Linked DNA regions of Ovis aries: region 1 is linked to region 2. Evidence: chromatin contacts called from public Hi-C data. All regions are on one chromosome and are shown on one strand. The core of a region is the stretch at or near the end of the contact, and the rest is flanking DNA. Distances in the headings are between cores, read along the strand shown.

Region 1 (6,898 bases), core at 1,708-4,207, 990 kb before region 2:
CCCAGAATCAGAGTCTTTTCCAATGAGTCAACTCTTCGCATGAGGTGGCCAAAGTAGAATATAATCCCCACGAATTCAAGGGCTTTGACTGTTTTGTTTGCTGTTTCTTTAGAATAGTATCTAGCTTATTATAGACACTAAATAAATATTTGTTAAATAAAAAGTGGAATATCATCAAAAATAAGCAAGGTGATATCAAAGAGATTTTATTATGAAGGGTTAGAAAATGAGAACAAACATTTCCTGAGCGCCTAAACGAACTAGACACTGTGCTAAGTATTTACATATAATATCTTAATAAATCCCCACAGAAATGTACTTATATTCAGATGAGAAATCTGAAGCTCAGATAATTTAAATAATTTTCCCAAGGTCACTTAGCCAGTATGGAACATCATTTTCCATTCTTTTCATTTTATTTCAGTGTCTAAAAATGAATTCTCTGGCTCCCAGACTGAATTAGATGATCTTGTCAATACCCTTTGAGTACTCTACACTTTCCCTTCATATCAATTGTCATCATGGTAATTCATTTTGTATTGCGGTATTTAATGTCTGTCTTCTTCATGGTACTGTAAACTTCAGATAGGTGGCAGTGAGTATCTTGTGATATTTCCGTGTCTAGAGCCTCCCACCTTGTCTAATGTTTAGTTTTGTACACATAGATATTAAATAAATGAATAAATGAAGTTCACTTTATCCCAAAATAGTGTAAAAGTTGACAAGTAATTTATCTGTGCCTGATGAGAATTAATGATTTTCAGATCAACTACATGAACCGCATCCAGTGGAAGGATGAGCAGTTGGATATCCTGGTGTGTTGGTGGACTCTTTGTTCTTTACAACAGACCACAGGTAGGGGGACACTAAATATTATGAATTTCCTCTTGAAATGTGCTATCCAACATGGCAACCCCCTAGTCACATGGAGCGACTTAAATCAATATTAATAATAAATAAAATTGAAAATTCCTTGCCCAACCATTTAGCGAACTGCTCATTGGCATTTGGCTGCCTTATTGGATAGCACAGACAAAGAAAATTCCATTGTAGGAGAGTTCTATTGAACAGCACTGCTTTAGAAAGCTTAAAATGTCCTTGGGAAGATGTAGTTTTAAATCAGAAGGGGCCTGTTTGTTTGTTAGTTTTGTATTCTAGCATTAAACTTCGAGAAAGAGTTAGATAATCTGTATTCCCAAGTGTTTCTGGGCAAGACCTAGACATGGAAAAGGAGCTTCATTGTCCAGCAGATGAAACATTTAGTCAGACGTGCTCCTGCACAGCCAGTGACTGGTGTGGAAAGAACCACCCCTCCAAAGGCTCCAGGCAGGCCTACTGTTCCAAGGACGCTGCCAGCACCTTGCTGGATCCAGCCCTATGTCTAATGCCATTCAATACCATCCCTTTGCATTTGATGTACTAAACAGAAGACTGACATTTGGAGAAGAGGAAAGTGCTTAGGATGCCAAATATACCTCAGACTGTAGTTAGATTCACAATTTCTAGAGAGAAAGCTTTTAAATGTTCCCTTCTTCCAAATGTCAGTTATCTTCAGGTGATTTCTTCATAATATAACTTTTAAGCCATTTTGGCCAATACAAGTTAACCTTTTTTGAGATTTTGTTGCTGGAGATTTCACCTCCCTAACTGGAGAGGTAAAACATTTTCTGCCGTTGCCTTAGTAAAGAAAATGCTTTATAGACACGAATAAACATTCTATTTTCTGTGGTTCAGACTGTAAAGCGTCTGACTACAATGCGGGAGACCTGGGTTCAGTCCCTGGGTTGGGAAGATCTGGAGAACGAAATGGCAACCCACTCCAGTATTCTTGCCTAGAGAATCCCATGGATGAGGGAACCTGGTAGGCTACAGTCCATGGGGTCCCAAAGAGTCGGACACGACTGAGCGGCTTCACTTTCACTTTAAGTTCTGGGGTGGGGTGATAAGACTTTTCTTAGTTTCAATCTTCTGTTATTTGTTCACATTTCTCCATCATTTACCAATCCTTCTAAGCTAGTCTCTACCAAGAATGCAAATAAGTTCTAGCCATGAAACCAAAGGAGAGCTGAGGAGTGGACCACTAGGAGCCTCACATGCCCCAACTATACAGGTGGGGAAGATGGAATGTTTATTGTCTTTGGGGATTAAGCCCCAACTCACTGTGACCTCCTGTAGCCTTTCAGGGTAGGTATTTCTAGTCCCTCCAAGATTTTTTTAGGAGGGACAATGGTGCTTCTGTGCACGGCTGGGGAGTAGCTTTGAAAGTGGTGAAGGATGCAGGTAGGGACTGGCGAGTTGGTAAGGCTGGGTGGAGAGGTGCTAGGGTGGGACAGATGGTTTCCTGAACAGTGAGCGGGATAAGCAGAGAGTAGACACGAAGTGGCAGCCGCGAGACTAAAGCGAAAAGGACCGAAAAACGCGAAGACCGGAGCCGGGGCGGACCTGGGCGGGGCAGAATGGGGAAGGGTCACGCCGGGACTTACCCGGCTGCGGGCCGGGGGAGAAGAGTGGGGAGGGAGATGCGGGCGCTCGCCCGGGGATCTGGGACCCGAGCTCAGCCGATGAGGTCAGTGGAGCCGACGTGGTGGGAGGGGGGCGACGGAGCCCCCGGACGCGGGTGTGTTGCGAGGCCGGCGGAGGGGCGGGACGGGACGGGAAATGGGACGGCGAACTAGGACCCGGGGAGGAGGCACGAGGGGGCGTTGGCGCTGAAAGCTGGAGGCGGCCCGACCGAGATCGTTTCCTTCCGGAGAGGAGGCCGGCTCTGGACCGAGGCGCGGGCGGGGGGCGTCCACGGGCGGGTAACGGGAAAATACCGCGGCCCGCGCTTCCCCGCGGCTGGCAGTGGTGGTGCTCGTGGCTCCTCCTCCGGGCCAGTCCGGAGCTTGGCGGCGGGGGGGTGGGGAGCGAGGGTGGGGGTTCGGGAAGGAGAGAGGAGGGAGGGACCAGCCGCGCCAGTGACAGGGTGGCAGCCTAGGAGCGGACGCGTTGCCGCCGCCGCCGCCGCCGCCGCCGCTCCACCTCCTCGTCCTCCTGCAGCTCCTCTCGCTGCCGCCGCCGCCGAATCCGTCGGGAGAAGTTTCACTCCCGACCCTCGCTCGGAACCCGGACCCGGAGCGGAGCGGGGAGCTCGGCGGGCAGCTGCAACGCGCTGCCGGCTAGGCGCCGGGAGCGCTCCGACCTCGATCAGGAGTCGGAGCCTGGGCAACCGGCAGCGGCCCGGGCTGGGGGCGTGGAGGCGGAGGAGGGGTGGGTGTGAACCGAGATACCCGCGCCCAGCGCCGCGGCCACTCAGCCAGCGTCCGCGCCCCGGGCAGCCGCGATGGCCGTGCGCTCCCGCCGCCCGTGGATGAGCGTGGCACTGGGGCTGGTGCTGGGCTTCACCGCCGCGTCCTGGCTCATCGCCCCCAGAGTGGCGGAGCTGAGCGAGAGGAAGAGACGCGGTTCCAGCCTTTGCTCCTACTACGGCCGCTCGGCCGCTGGCCCCGGCGCACAGCAGCCGCTCCCCGAGCCTCATGCTCGGCAGCGGCCAGGGCAGTCGCCGCCCCCAGCGCGCCAGGAGCTCCGGGGGCCGCAGCTGCCTGAAGCAGCGCCCGGGGTAACCAGTTTTCGGAGCAGCCCTTGGCAGCAACCACCTCCGCTGCAGCAGCGGCGGCGAGGACGCGAGCCCGAAGGCGCGACGGGGCTCCCCGGAGCCCCGGTGGCTGAAGGGGAACCAGAGGAGGAGGATGGGGGCGCGGCTGGGCACCGGAGAAGAGGCCAGCCGGGGAGTAGCCACAACGGCAGCGGGGACGGGGGCGCCGCTGCCTCTAGCTCGCGACCCCGCGATTTCCTGTACGTGGGGGTGATGACCGCGCAGAAGTACCTGGGCAGCCGCGCGCTGGCAGCGCAGCGGACTTGGGCGCGCTTCATTCCCGGCCGCGTGGAGTTCTTTTCCAGCCAGCAGCCCCCCAACGCTGGAGTTGGCCAGCCCCCGCCACCCCTGCCTGTCATCGCGCTGCCTGGGGTGGACGACTCCTACCCTCCCCAGAAAAAGTCCTTCATGATGATCAAGTACATGCACGACCACTACCTGGACAAGTATGAGTGGTTCATGCGCGCGGACGACGATGTCTACATTAAAGGTGACCTCCCAGCGCCAGCTGTCCCGCCTCCCCGCCTCCTTTCTCTGCAGCCAGCCCCAATCCCTGCCCAGCCCCGATCCCTGCCCAGCCCCTGTCTTGCTTCTCTGCCTGCACGTGCTTCGGGCTCCTGCAGCCCCTAGCCGGTCGCCCCCACCTCTCGCCTCCGCCCACCATTCCAACTCTGCTCCTCCTCCTCTGCTGCGGGTCTGGACCCTCCTCAGACCTGCCTGGCTTTTTTTTTTTTTTTCCGCCTTCCTCACTCTTGCTGCTCTGGTTTCCGCCCATCGCTTGCTGCTCCTCCTTACCGTGTAGGAAGGTGAGGAAAGGGGCCTCGGGGTTAAACCTGAGGCTATTCCCATTCTACCCTGCCAGGTGGTGGTAGTTTCCCACGTTGGCCCAGAGGGGCGTGTCCTCCGTGGAGAAAAGGAGGGTGGAGCATTCCGCGAGAGCCAGACGGGCAATCGGTGATCTTCGCTATTCCCCTACCCTTTTGTTTTAACTAAATCTAGCTTAGTTTCGGGACTGGTGAGAGCGAGGAACCGTCCTCGTCCCAAACCCTTTCCTGTGCGTTTCCTTCCCTTTAGCACCACCCGCCGCGCAATGGGAGTCCTTGGGCACCCCAACCACTCCAGCGGGCAGCTCCTTCCAGCCTCCACAGTGGAGTAGCAAGCCCTTCCCTACCCCTTGGCAACAGCTCAGTAAACCCCAGAGGGGATGACTATATTGACAGGAATTAGCGGTGGAGGGAAAGGGGACGGCGCACGCGAATTATCCAGACCCTAGGAGCTCCAGCCTGTACCAGCACTCACTAGTGTGGATCCCTTCCAGTCTGTTTCGGTGGTTGCGGCGTTAAGCAGAGGCTGGAAGTCCTTCCCCAAACCACGCGCAGCCCCAGCACGAAAAAACTTTGTCAGTTTTAAAAGAGGCGCCGTCCTTCACCCTGAGTGTGAGTGGCTCTGGCCAGAGATTGCTAAACTCAGCGAAAGAATGTTCCTTAGAGCAGGAGGAAATCTTTCCAGCCCTGTTCTTTGCAGAGAGGTACACAAGGGAAGTAGCAGGCTTGTACTGAAGGACGTGTTTCTTTCCACATTTCCTAGCTTCTTGGTCAAAGGGGGGCGGCCCTTACTCAGTTTCCCCCACTCTACTTGCAGCCTCATTGCTTTCTCCTGATTCAGGTAGCATCATTTACATAACTCTTTTAGCAAACAAATAACAAACAGACACATTTTGGCACAAGGACTGAATGTAGACTTAATAACTAGAAATTTCCTGGGTTTGGGTTGAGAGGAATGAAATCCTTAGGGCTGATTGGCAGAGGAAATATTGATAATTAGATATGAAAATAAAGAACTGAATAATTTGATACAAAAATTTTAAAGAAATTGCATTCCTGGTGAACCCACTGTCTCATAGGTAGATAAGATGCATGTAGATATCTTTATCTATAATTGATAGATCCACTATCTTACAGTCCCCATGTCTTTTGTGCCTCATTAAAATCACAAAGGTTTCCTGGCAGAAGTTTGCACACTCTGCAATTTCCAAAATACATTAACACCATCCGTATCATATCTTTTAATGAAAGACTGTCCTTCAGAACACTGAAATGCCATATTCTTTCCATTTCTATTAAGAATGAAATGCATTTTGTATCAAGAACCTAATAATAGCTAAAACTCATTGAGCTCCAAGGGGGCGTGGCATAGGATCAAGATAATGACTGCAGATTCTGTGCTCATCAAAAATCATAGTAGAAATGCTGATTGGGAAAATAAAGATGGCAACTACTTATTCCAGTGTATCACTGTGTAGAGTACCTAATGCTTTGGAACTGTTTTAGCTACAGAACCTTATTTTAAGATTGTTTTTCTTGATGAGCTTACAAACTTATAAACCAATTATATTGTATAAATTTTAACAAATGTTAATTTTTTTCCAAAAGGGTGCTCTCCAAAATTCCAAAGTGTTATATTTCAAGACAAGTTTGATATTCTCACTCTCACCCAGACTCCCTTTCTCTCTCTCTCTCTATATATATATATGTATGTACGTATGTTCATACAAACATCTATGTCTTTTGGGTTGTTTATGGCTTGAGTTTAATTAAGGATGAAGCAGTAAACTAAATTATCAGGAAAAAAATCTACTGGGTGTCAATGATCTTCCTATCAGTGCTAAATATTGATATTTAATATTATGTTTCTGAGAATTTTATCACTACTTCACACATGTTAAAAAGCCTGTCTTTATTCTCAGCATTATTTAAGCTTTAAAAAAATCTAATGACTGTTAGACTTACTAAGGTTTTTCATTGACTAGAAGGTTGATAAAATCTAATTTTAATTTAATACTTATGAATTAGTATTTTTTAAATAGTGAAATATTCAAAGAGGTTTTTCTTCTTTTCAATTGTATGAGACTTGTCAAGAGTTTATGCACAATATTGGGAACTCTTTCCCTTACTTGGTGTGTTATAGATGATTATGAAATTAGGAAAAGGAGTGATTGTTGGTTTTTTCCTTTGTAGGTGATAAGTTAGAAGAGTTTCTTAGATCACTGAATAGCAGCAAGCCCCTCTACCTGGGCCAGACTGGCCTGGGGAATATTGAAGAACTTGGAAAGCTGGGGCTGGAGCCTGGGGAGAACTTCTGCATGGGAGGACCTGGCATGATCTTCAGTCGTGAGGTTCTCAGGAGGATGGTGCCACATATCGGTGAATGCCTCAGAGAAATGTACACGACTCATGAGGATGTGGAAGTGGGCAGATGTGTTCG
Region 2 (6,461 bases), core at 2,173-4,672:
TTGCATCTACAAATCCCAAACTCCCATTCCACCCCCTCCCTCCCCTCTTCTCCTTGGCAACCGTAAGTCTGGATCTCTGTCTGTGAGTCTTATTTCTGTTTTGTAGATAGGTTCATTTGTGCCATATTTTAGACTGCACATATAAGCGACATCATATGGTATTTGTCTTTCTCTGACTTAATTCACTTAATGTGAAGATCTCCAGTTGCATCCATGTTGCTGCAAATGGCATTATTTCCCTCCTTTCGTGGCTGAATAGTATTCCTTGTATATACATGCACCACATCTTCTTTATCCATTCACCTGTTGATGGACATTTAGGTTGTTTCCCTGTCTTGGCTACTGTGAATAGTTTTGCTATGAACACAGAGGTGTATTTATCTTTTTGAATTATGGTTTTGTCTAGGTATATGCCCAGCAGTGGGATTGCTGGATCATATGGTAATTCCATTTTTAGTTTTCTGAGAAACCTCCATACTGTTTTCCATATGGCCATACTAACAGCCTAAGACAGTTCCCTTTTCCCCATACCTTCTCCAGCATTTTTCAGAGTTTTTAATGACAGTCATTCTGATTCATTACAGTTTTGATTTGCATTTTTTAAATACTTAATGATGTTGAACATATTTTCATGTGCCTACTGGCCATCTATATGTCTTTGGAGAAATGTCCCTTAAGGCCTTCTGCCATTTTTTGACTGGGGTATTTTCTGTTGTTGAGTTGTATGAGCGATTCATCTATTTTGGAAATTAAGCCCTTGTCAGTTGCATAGTTTGCAAATATCTTCTCTCAGTCATAGGTTGTCTTTGTTATGGTTCCTTTGCTATGCAAAAGCTTGTAAATTTGATTAGGTTCCATTTATTTTTTTATTATTTATTTATATGGCTGTGCTGGGTCTTTGCTGCTGCATGCAGGATCTTTAGCTGTGGCATGCAAACTTTTAGTTGCAGCATGCGGGATCTGTTGTGTGTGTGCTTAGTCACTTAGTCGTGTCTGACTCCTTGTGACCCCACAGGCCCCATGGACTACAGCCCGCCAGGCCCTTCTGTCCATGAGGATTCTCCAGGCAAGAATACTGGAGTGGGTTTCCATGCCTTTCTCCAGAGGATCTTCCCAACCCAGGGATCAAACCCAGGTCTCCGGCAATGCAAGCAGATTCTTTACCATCTGAGCCATCAGGGAAGCCCATTCCCCGATTAGGGATCAAACCCAGGCTCCCAACATTGTGAGTGCAAAGTCTTAAACCACTGTATCTGTTTATTATTTTTATTTCTATTGCCTTGGGAGACTGACCTAGGAAGACATTGGTATGATTTATGTCAGAGAATGTTTTGCCTTTGTTCTCTTCTAGGAGTTTTATGGCGTCATGTCTTAGGTTTAAGTCTTTTAAGATATTTTGAGTTTATTTTTGAGTATGGTGTGAGGAGGTGTGGTCACCTTCATTGATTTACATGCAGCTGTCCAACTTTCCCACAGAGTCCAACAGGACTGAAGCGACTTAGCAGCATCAGCAGCAGTCCAACTTTCCCAGCACCACTCAAAGCAAATCTTTTGATTCCAGTGCCCCCCCTTCCAGAGGGTGGGAGCCCTAGTTGTGCAATTTCCTGGTTTTTTCCTTTATGGCAGTGGTCACTTTTATAATGAGAAATTTGCTGATTATCTAACACTGATTTCTTCCCACTTTACTCAACTACTTAGGAAATATATCTATTTTGTAGAAATGAAGAGGATAGATAACATTTAGACTAATTACATACCCCTTGAATAGTTTTGAATCTTGTTCTCTAGTGAAGGCAGAAGCTTCTTAATAGAACCTTTTCCTGCTTAACTGTCTCCAGGTAATTATACTTGGTGCTCTGTACAAATATGCTGTATCATGATTGCTTCTTGCTGTTATACTGTTGGAACTCAGATGGTTCAAAAGTCAGTATCTCAACGATCACTTATTAAAAGCAACCAGAAGTATTTTTGGAGAAGGCAATGCCCACTCCAGTACTCTTGCCTGGAAAATCCGATGGACCGAGGAGCCTGGTAGGCTGCAGTCCATGGGGTCGCTAAGAGTCAGACACGACTGAGCGACTTCACTTTCATGCATTGGAGAAGGAAATGGCAACCCACTCCAGTGTTCTTGCCTGGAGAATCCCAGGGATGGGGGAGTCTGGTGGGCTGCGGTCTATGGGTTCGCACAGAGTCGGACACGACTGAAGCGACCTAGCAGCAGCAGCAAAAGTATTTTTAAAGAAATACACATTTTCTAAAACAAAAGCATTTCCCTAACAGATAAGAAGGGTATTTAAATAAATTCACCTCGAGGAATTACAACTTAGGTGTTTTGAATCTAAGAACACTACTAGTAGCATGTTCCCTTATAGTCTGTATTTCATAGTGAATTTATTAAAAAGTTTACAAAACTTTTATGTAAATCAGCCATCCTGTCCAGCTTTATCTGAGATCCAAAATATAACCTCCCACCAAATATTTTACACAACATGTCTCAAAGTCAAATGAACTCGGCCTTTCTAAAACAATTTCAACCTACAATGAGGTCAAGAAAAACGACACTCAATCTTTTGGCATAAAACTACTTCCTGTAAAATACTGAAGGAATACTTCGGTATTCCTTCCTGGGAGGGACTAAAGGAAAGCAAATCCCAGAAGCAGGTTCACTCTTGGGAGTTCGAGGCCCGGGAAGAGGAGGGGAAGGAGAGTGGGGGTCAAGGGGTGGCCGTCGGTGAGCGTCCCTCGCGGAGGCCCAGGGCGTCTGCGCCGCCCCCAGGCCGTGCGCCCCCGGCCTCTAGCGCAATGCGGCGGGGAGAGGCGCCCGGAAACGTCCCCTGCTGTGAGCGGGAGATCGCGGAGATTGGGCCCGAGTCAGGGTGCGATCGGGTTTCTCCCTGTCAGGCAGAGCGCTGGCGAGATTGTCAGATTCCTTAAACAGTCGAAGTACGAGGCAGCCCGGGAGCCGGCGGGCGCCCGTGCCGAGGACCCGGAGCGGTCCCCCCACCCCCAGCCCAAAGCGCCCAGACCCCGCGTTGCGGGCCCGCGAGCGCCCGGCGGCCTGGCCCGCGCCCCGGGCTGATAACGCGTAACTGGAGCGCCGGCACGCGCCGGCCGGCCACCTCGGAGCGACCGCGGCCCTGCCCGCTGGCTGGGGGCCCGAGGCCGAGGCCGCAGGAGAGGGCCCCGTGTCTTCCCTTCTCCCCGGCGCCCGCCGACCCTTCCCATCCCTCCCCTCCGCGGGAAACCCGCGTGTCCACAGGCGCCTGCCCCGCCTCAGCCCACGAGCGAGGCGGCGCCCGGAGCCTACCTGGTCATCCTCATAAATGATTTTGGCGGGGATTTCCTTGCGAATGATCTTCCCGAAGATCGTGTCGCCGCCAGGCCGGGCGACCTGAGCCTTGGCGATCTCATCTGCCATCTCTGCCTCCCTCCCGTGCAGCCGGCGGGGGAGAAGGTCGGGAGGAGGGAGGAGCCGAGGGCGCGGGCCGAGGGCGGGAGCGCGCCGACAAGCTTGCGCAGGGATCGCCGCTAGCACGCCCCAGCAACTCGTGCGCATGCGCACTGGCGACTTGCGCTCGGGTGTTGCCTTGCGCGCCGGAGCTCTAGGGGAACCCGGGAGCGAGACCCAGCCAAACAGAGGTTCTCGATATCAGGACCCAGCAATCGGCACCAAGGTCGTTTTTCTTTCTTCCTTTCTTGTCTCTCGAGGAGCGTAGTTACTGCAGTAAGCCCTTCGCTTGTCTTATGGACGCTTGTAGGAAAAATTGGATACTGTAACTGAAAAGATCTGAAACTTAAGCAGTGCTGGCCGTTTTTGCTGGCAGAGACACCGTGATACTTGGTTTCTCAGCTACATAGGTCTTAGCTCCAGCAAGTAAGCCCCCTGCATTAATTTTCTTTTTCTAGCAGTGGTTCACAACCTTGACTGCACGTTACAGTTAGCTGGGTAGCATGTAAAAAAATCTCTGAACTTCGCCACACCCCAGATCAGTTAAATCAAACTCTGGAGGCATCAGTAGTTTGTAAACCTCCCTAGGTGGTGGTGGTGGTGGTGGTTTAATCACGAAGTCTTGTCCGACTCTTGTGACCCCATGGACTTAGCCCACCAGGCTCCATGGGATTCTCCAGATAAGAATACTGGAGTAGGTTGTCATTACCTTCTGCAGGGGAATCTTCCCCACCCAGAGATGCAACCCATGTCTCCAGCGTTGCAGGCAGATTCTTTACAGATTCAGCCACCAGGGAAGCCAAACCTACGTGGACTGTTCTGCAAAGAATTATTCCCAGCAGTAATCAACATAATGTAAGATGCCCCACCATAAAGAAGCAACACCTTTCTTAACCCCCACATACCCCTCCATATCTTTGCTCCTTTTAGGAAGAGTTTTCTATATATTTTGTCTACTTTATAGTTCTTTTTTGAAATTATTTGCCGTTTATCAAGATCACTAAGGACCTCCACTTACAATATCCTATTCAGTTCAGTCGCTTGGTCCTGTCTGACTTTGCGACCCCATGAACTGCAGCATGCCTCCCTGTCCATCACCAACTCCCAGAGCTTCCTCAAATTCATGTCCATAGAGATGGTGATGCCATCCAACCATCTCATCCTGTCATCCCCTTCTCCTCCTGCCTTCAATCTTTCCCAGCATCAGGGTCTATTCCAATGAGTAAATTATTTGCATCAGGTGGCCAAAGTATTGGAGTTTCAGCTTCACTATCAGCCCTTCCAATGAATATTCAGGACTGAATTCCTTTAGAATGGACTGGTTGGATCTCCTTACAGTCCAAGGGATTCTCAAGAGTCTTCTCCACTACCACAGTTCAAAAGCATCAATTCTTCAGCACTCAGCTTTCTTTAGAGTCCAACTCTCACATCCATACATGACTACTGGAAAAATCATAGCTTTGACTATATGGACCTTTGTTGGCACAGTAATCTCTCTACTTTTTAATATGCTGTCTAGGTTGGTCATCACTTTTCTTCCAAGGAGCAAGCGTCTTTTAATTTCACGGCTGCAGTGATTTTGGAGCCCCCCAAAATAAAGTCAGTCACTGTTTCTCTTATTTCCCCATCTATTTGCCATGAAGTGATGGGACTAGATCTTCGTTTTCTGAATTTTGAGTTTTAAGCCAACTTTTTCACTCTCCTCTTTCACTTTCATCAGGAGGCTCTTTAGTTCTTTGCTTTCTGCTATAAGGGTAGTGTCATCTGTGTATCTGAAGTTATTGATATTTCTTCCGGCAATCTTGATTCCAGTTTGTGCTTCATCCAGCCTAGCATTTTGCGTGATGTACTCTGGATATAAGTTAAATAAGCAGGGTGACAACATACAGCCTTGACGTGCTCCTTTCCCAATTTGGAACCAGGTCACACAACATCCTATAGGCAATTCCAATTGCCATTATACTTGACTTCTTGGCAACATTTGCCTCTGTGACCATTCCTTCTTTTCAGCAACAGCCTTTACCCTCCTACCTCTCTGGATGCTTTTTTTCCTTCAGAGTGAGCCTTCTGTTCCAGGCCTCTCAGTGTGGATTCCATTCCTGGCCCTCTTCTCTAGCTAACACCTAATCTCCAAGTGTCCCTATTATGAAAAAGTACACCTTTACCACTTTGCCCTGGTGAAATTATTGATGGTAGCCCTCTTTAATCACAAAAGTGTCTCATTTGGTATTTTTGGTATCAAAGACATTCCTGGAACAATTTGTGAAAGCTAAATAATGTGTACCAATTAGGAAACAGTTTTGAAAATCTTGTGAATTTTCCCACAGACATACAGCAAAATTATCAAAATCAGTTGATGTGGGGTGGGGCCCTGTAATTTATTAGTAGGTTTCTAACAGTTTCCAGGTGATACAGTTGCTGCTAGCTTGGGAACTACACTTTGAGAACCACTGATGCCAGAGAATGTCTTTTTTTTTCTTTCAGAAAGACACCTACTGAAGTGTTTAGGAGTAGAGGGGTATGGTGTGTGCAATTCACTGTACAAACAGTAAAGTGAAAGTGATAGTTGCTTAGTCGTGTCCAATTCTTTTCGACCCTTGGGCTGTATTCCCCGAGGCTCCTCTGTCCATGGAGTTCTCTGGGCAAGAATACTGGAGTGGGTTGCCATTCCCTCCTCCAGGGATCAAACAGTAAAGACATCCTCAAAAATGTCAAGATACAGATAAGTAGAGAGAAGAGGACAAAGCAACTGTTGTAAAATGTTAACATTAGGGAAAACTGAGTGAAAGGTGTTTGCACATTCTATCATTCCTGCAACTTTACGACTGAAATTGTCAAAGGTAAAAATGGAAGAGTTTGTACGGGTTTGTGTAATAAATATTATGGTCATCTTTCACTAAATCAGAGGCTTTATCATCTACAGAGTAATGACTGTCTAGTATTTATCTCCCAACCTCTTAATTCCAGATTGGTGTATGATGCATATTTCTGCCCACTCGCTACCTTCAGTAGG

The links. Hi-C and Micro-C count contacts between places; a contact is called where the count stands out from the background.
Region 1: a contact with region 2 is called in a Hi-C map of skin fibroblasts, with 2.9 times the contacts expected there. The contact joins the promoter of CHSY3 here to the promoter of HINT1 in region 2. A contact is called at or near these places in 2 of 16 Hi-C or Micro-C datasets (skin fibroblasts and tail adipose tissue).

The regions. Positions count from the first base shown.
Region 1 is chr5:22,033,336-22,040,233 of ARS-UI_Ramb_v3.0, reverse strand. It overlaps CHSY3 (chondroitin sulfate synthase 3), which reads left to right and starts at 2,957. Exons shown (of 4, transcript XR_009600667.1): 1 at 2,957-4,124; 2 at 6,652-6,898.
Region 2 is chr5:21,043,423-21,049,883 of ARS-UI_Ramb_v3.0, reverse strand. It overlaps HINT1 (histidine triad nucleotide binding protein 1), which reads right to left and starts at 3,422. Exons shown (of 3, transcript XM_012178158.4): 1 at 3,308-3,422. The coding sequence starts at 3,418.